Regions from separate parts of the Gossypium hirsutum genome. Here region 1 is linked to region 2. The links are chromatin contacts, called in public Hi-C maps. All regions are on one chromosome and are shown on one strand. Each heading gives the region's core, a stretch centred on a gene start, on an enhancer-like site or on the middle of the called end of the contact. The rest is flanking DNA. Distances are from core to core; before and after follow the strand shown. Region 1 holds the start of LOC107925997. Region 2 holds the start of LOC107920028 (protein MODIFIER OF SNC1 11).

Region 1 (3,068 bases), core at 202-2,701, 230 kb before region 2:
ATGTCACATAAACAAAGTTAATAAGTCATTTATTTTGAGATTATTTAATATACAATGTAAATTTAAAAATTAAAAGAAACCGAAAAATTAAAGAAAGAATAAAATTATTATTTATATAAAGTTAGAGGTACAATTAAATAATTGTGCTAATAAAAGAATTTTAAAATTTAATCAATTCCTATGTAGTGATTGAATGCATAATAAGGATCTATATTACGCCAGCATCCGTACAAAAGAGAAAATTCAAAGATTATAACTTCCAATGAGTTTCCATTAGCAAAAACAAGGTATTTTAGAGTATATGATACGAATAATTAGGAAATTAGATTTTAGGTCACTTGTTTTACTACAAACTATCATATGGGTCATAAACTTTTAATTTCATCAAATTAAATCACTAAACTTTTATTATTGACAAATTAGGTCACTTATGCCTATTCTCTTGAATAAATTTATGGTTCAAAATGTATATGTGACTCATTAATTATGTTCATGAAATAGTCAATTACTTATGCATGCTGATACAAAATTTCCCGTTAGCATAAGTAATCTAATTTCTTAATAATCGACGTTCAGAAATACATAAATATCAATGTTAAGTTCAAGTATGTTATGGTAAAATCCTAACCAATAAACATAAGTAGAAGCATAAAATTTCTAAACAGAACAACGGAAGACACCCTTTTTAAACTTAAAACTAGGCATAAATCTCTGTTTTAACATCAATTCTCTACTAATTAGTAATAATACGATCAAGAGAAAATAGTTTTGAAATTTGAAAATCAAGGTGCATTATTTAAGAACCTGCCAAGATTCTTGTCCCTTGAACGAATAAACGACGTTGATTTTGGTGACATCGGGCAACAACGTGGTGTTCTCTCCTTTACATTCGAAATAAACAGTCGGTTTTGAAATCCAATCATGCGTGCGGAATATTTCAATTGAATCCAATGTAACCTCAAACGATGAAATTAATCCTAAAATAAATCAAAGAAAAAGAGAGATTCTTACATTTCGAATTTTCAGCTCAATAACATGAATTTCATATATTAAACGAATCCTAAACAACAATCGGCTACCAGAAAACAAGTCCGGAATTCCCGTTTCTGTACATTTTTCTCGGGAAAGTTATATTACCTGGAAAACAGCCAAACAAGATCCACCAAACGAGAAAATGGAAGGAAATTCTTGAATTTAGCAGATGGGGATTCGACATAGCGAGCTAAAACAATTCGATTTCTCGATAAAACAATGCAAAATGGAAAAAAAATGAACAATAAAATCACAGAATATTAGCGGTCCTTTCGTCCCTCTAATTTTCTTTTATTAATTAAATATTTGTTAAAACGAAGAAATTCAGGAAAAAAACTATAAGAGAAATGGCGGTATTGAAAGTTTTTTTTCCTTTTTTGCGTGAAGAGAGAGAAAAGAAAGCCAAAAACTAAAGAAACAAAGATCCGTTGCTGACCGGTTCGCGCTGCGGGTAATTGGACGAAAGGAATGTACACGTGGCCACATCGTAAGTGGCTTAAGTTCGTTCGTTCAATTGGCCTGTTATGGAACACTAGGAATACAATGTTGACATTTATTTTTTTTTTCCAGATTATTTTCTAAAACGTGTGCTTTTTTTTTTCAATATTAAACAATTTCATCCACATGCATAATTTTGTAACGAAATTTGACATACATTCCCTAGGAATTAAGTGATAACTGTATACTGAACTTAACATCTATGTGTATTGAAGTTAAAGTGAACTTCAAAGATTCCATCAAGGATCTTGTACTTCACTTGATACGGGTTTGACCTTAGTTGGCCTATAGGTGTTAAGGTTTGGCTTTAGATTTTGTTCGCCAACTTCTCCCAAAACTTATAAATCCCTTCTACTTCCCCTATTACCCCATCCTTTACAGATTCAAACCTTAATCTCTTCAAATACTTTAAAATTATTTCAATACTTGTTACTATAACTCAGTTTATTCTGTATGTGTGTTTCCCCCTACTATTTGTTATTATTAGTGTAATTCATTTTTTTCTTGAATATGTTAAATGTTATATTATTTTTATTGTAATGACAACAAATTAAATTTTTTTGTATAATATGTTATTAAAAATTATTAAATTTTGTGGTATTGTTCCCATGTTAGTATTTTAATATTTTACAACCTCAACTAACAAGATAACCATTGATTTATCAGTTTAGTAAATTGTAATGGACCAATTATGATGACTGATCGTATTTTTTAAGGAGGGAAGAGTTGTAACGACCTGATTTTAAGTGTTATCGAAAAATACAGTTTTAAAATTATATATCTGTAAACTGAGTCCATAAGGATGAAATATTAATGGAGTTACTAAAAAATATATTGAAGATCGGTTAAGAAATTTAACCAAGAAAATAGTTAATTAAAGCTCAAAGGCTAAGTGGTAAAAGTTCAATCGCTATTAAGTTTTAATTTAGAAAATGTTTGAGAAACTAGATAACAATTATCTAAAAGGCTAAAATGGTTATTAAATCATTGTTTTCATATGGTTAGCGGGAAATGATGATTGTTAACCTTAATGATAATGGTTAAATAATGTAAATGTAAATTAATTAGTTTAATTCATATTAATTAAGAATAATCATAGTATATATAACAACTAAGTGGGATGAAAGATGACATTCTTCATCTTCTTCCACCGTCCCTTGAAGAGAAAAGAAAATAAAAAGCATCAAATTCCTCATACATTCAGCCATCCAAATTCTATAAGTAATTAAGTTAATTTCTTCAAATTATTATAGATTTATGATCATCAGAGCTTGATTTAGCTAGCTCATGTATTAATTTGTTCAATTGTTTAGTTTTTAGCAAGTTTTCATTAAAGAGAAATTGATGATTTTGAGCTTAATGTGAGGAAATTGATAGTTAATAGGCATAGATTGTAAAAAGGGACTAAATTAGAAACTAAGTTAAGTTTGTTAGATAACTTTGAAACATTAGGGACCAAATTGAATGAATTGAAAACTATCATGAAATTATGCTATAGATAGAAAGTATAAGGTCTATAATGAAAGAATGTGAAATTA
Region 2 (2,992 bases), core at 428-2,927:
GCAGTAGAACATACCTAATTGCCCTCGCTTTTCTTTTCTCCTCTTCCACCGTATCAGGTTTGGAATCTTGTGCAAATCTGGCAAGACGTGCTTTCTTTTTGGCCTCCTCATCAGCAGCCGTAGTGGGTACAGAAAGCCCAAACCTGAGAAACCACAACAAAAACAACAAACTGAATAAAAATGCAAATGTAAGCCACATATTCAGCCCCATAAAGGGTATAAAGAACAAAACCTCTCTGCTCTGGCTTTCCTCTTCAAGTCCTCTGATTGCTTAGATGCTTCTGATCCATTCGTGCTGGGCCCAGTGCCGAACCTGCAAAATGGTTGGTCCACACTCAACAAGTTAGAAACAAAAAGAAGTCAAGAAATGAAAGTCAACATCCACAGCTACAGCTTTACCACCAACAAAACTCTTCTATTACAACATTTTAAGGCTCTGTTACAGGAAAACACTATCTTCCCAGCCATTTTCAAATTGGTTTGCACGTTCCCATCAAGGAACACTAGCAACCCAATTCAGTAAGACTAAAGTCCCTTAATAAATTGTTCACTCCAAAATTATAACGTAAAACAAATCATTCAGGAACTTCAAAATTTATCTATTCATTTAATTAGAATTATGTATTTATATTAAAAACCATACACACACATCCAATTTATAGTATTTTGTTCTTGCTAAACTTAGCTGGATAAGACTACCCTATCGACTTAGGTTTCACAAAAGTAGCAAGTTACCTTTCAATTTTCGTTTTAATATCAGACTGATCTCCGTTCCTTGTAACACTGCTTTAAGAAGCCATATAGTTTCCCTCTAATTATATAGAACTAAGTTAAGATTTGCCTTAAATTGCCAAGTTGTCCCAGGCGAACATGCAAGCAAGCTTAGTAACTAGGTAAGACTTTGATCTAATTGGGTTATAGTCACCTCTAGAGAATCAACGGATAAATTAATAAAATCCAGGATACGATAAGCTCCAACATGAAGAGCAAGACAAAAGGAAAAACTACAGGAACGAATTCAATAGCAATAATCTATGGTTCTAAGCACCTCAAGATCCAAGAATCGAATGCCATTTCAAGAAATTTATCCGAATAGACATTTTCAGAAATCAATCAAAATAAAAAATCAAATTCTTCTCTTATCGTTAGAAGTTCTCATCGACTAGGTACAAAACCAAAAAGAAAAACCCTGAATACCCGATAAACCCGGGGAGATTAAAGTAGTTACCTCTCAGCCCTAGAATTACGCTTCTCTTGCTCAGACAACTGGACCGGTACGCCGAACCGCTCAGCTCGGCGAATCTTCTTCTGGATGTCGCTAACGGGAGCGCTGCCACCCCCAGAGACGGAGCCCCCAGCAGTCCCGCCAGTCTTCGAACCCTCGCTCTCCTTAAGAGGTACTTCAGAAGCAGAAGTATCAGAGCTAGGAGGATCTAACTTATCGGTGGAAGGCAGAGCGGGCTCCGCGGTCTTCTTAGAGATCGGTTCTGCGGATGAATTGGCGACGGAGGATGGAGCCGCGGAGTTTCTTGCGGTAGCGAGGGGTTTATCGGCGGTGGTTGCCATCGGAATGGTAGGTAGAGTTGCGTGAAGAGTAGGAGCCAAGACCTAAGAGAGTGAGCGGTGAGGATCACTGTCTTCTCTTACTCGCTGGTTAAGGATTAAATAATAAAGGCAAGAAGGTTTTCTCGTTTCGCCTACCCTTTTTCTTCATTCGCTGTTGTTGGGCCGGATGGCCTGCTAAGACCGACTCTCAATTAACATACTTTTTATTTTGAGTTGAAGTTAATTAAGGATAAAATCAATTTTTTAAAATTTTTTAAAATTTTTAAAATTTTTAAAAATTTTCAGTTGAATGGAGTTTTAGTTGGTTTAACCGGTTTGTAATGGTTTTTGATTTAATCATTTCAAAATTACTTTCCATATTGATCTTTCGGTTACTTCCTATCCAATGGACTAGTCAAGTCCGGTTCAAACAAAACTGATTAAAATATTCTTAAAATTTATTCATTGTACTTAAAAAAGAAGTCTTCTTATTTATTTGATTTGAAGATTTCAATCTAAATATTAATATTGTTAGTACTTTTTATCAAAACTTATCAAATTGATATGTTAATAAACTGTTCTCATATAACGTCACATATGATTGACTAAAAATAAACATGTTAAGTTTACAAATTTTGACAATAATTAAAAACAACAATAATGATTAGACTAGAATTTTTAAATTAAAAAAGTAAAATAATTAAAATTTTAACTTTTAAAGTACAGAGATTAAATCTCAAATTTTAAATAAGTACATGAACTAATAGCATATTTTAACAATTAAATAATTAAATTAATTTATTGAGAGAGTTATAATGGTAGTAAGTTTTTTTTTAATTGTTTCTTTAGATTTTTAAACATACATACATTAAGAGAATTATAATCTAAAAAATTATTGGATACACCTTGCAAGCGAGTTGAGGGTTTACTAAAATAGGTTTGCTTAGTTTCAAGTCTCGAGACAAGAACTCATTTATTTCAAGACACATAAACATTGAAGTTAAAGGTTTGAAACATGAGAGATATGTCTCGAGACCTATCTAGAGACATAAGATGCCAAGTCTAGAGACATGAACCCCAAAGTCTCGACATTCTATCATCGAAAAAAAAAACAAAGGGATAACATGTCTTAAGACATCCAATTGAGTTTTGATTTGAGTTTGAACCCTATATAAACTGATTTGTCACAATTTACAGTGGCAAGTTAAGATCTTTTCATGACTCAAGGAGCTTGTATTCAAGTAGTTTTACGTATTTAATGTTTATTTTAGAATTATTTAGTTTTTAGTTTAAATTGAATAAAACGAGCTTTTAGTGTGGTTTTATGACCTATTAGGCCAGTTTGGACCTAAGGGAAGATTGATGTGTTGATTGAGTATGTAGAACATCGTCTTAGGTTGAGGAGTTAGTGGACTGCCCTAGAATGTCACAACATCAAAGATGAAAG

What was found. A called contact is a pair of places that touch in the nucleus more often than the background predicts.
Region 1: a Hi-C map of leaf shows a contact between it and region 2, with 2.7 times the contacts expected there. The contact joins the promoter of LOC107925997 here to the promoter of LOC107920028 in region 2. A contact is called at or near these places in 10 of 34 Hi-C or Micro-C datasets (callus, fibers, hypocotyl and 2 more).

The regions. Positions count from the first base shown.
Region 1 is chrD13:26,583,320-26,586,387 of Gossypium_hirsutum_v2.1, reverse strand. LOC107925997 reads right to left here and starts at 1,451. Exons shown (of 4, transcript XM_016856765.2): 1 at 1,138-1,451; 2 at 805-977. The coding sequence starts at 1,216.
Region 2 is chrD13:26,349,557-26,352,548 of Gossypium_hirsutum_v2.1, reverse strand. It overlaps LOC107920028 (protein MODIFIER OF SNC1 11), which reads right to left and starts at 1,677. Exons shown (of 7, transcript XR_005922849.1): 1 at 1,229-1,677; 2 at 233-313; 3 at 15-143.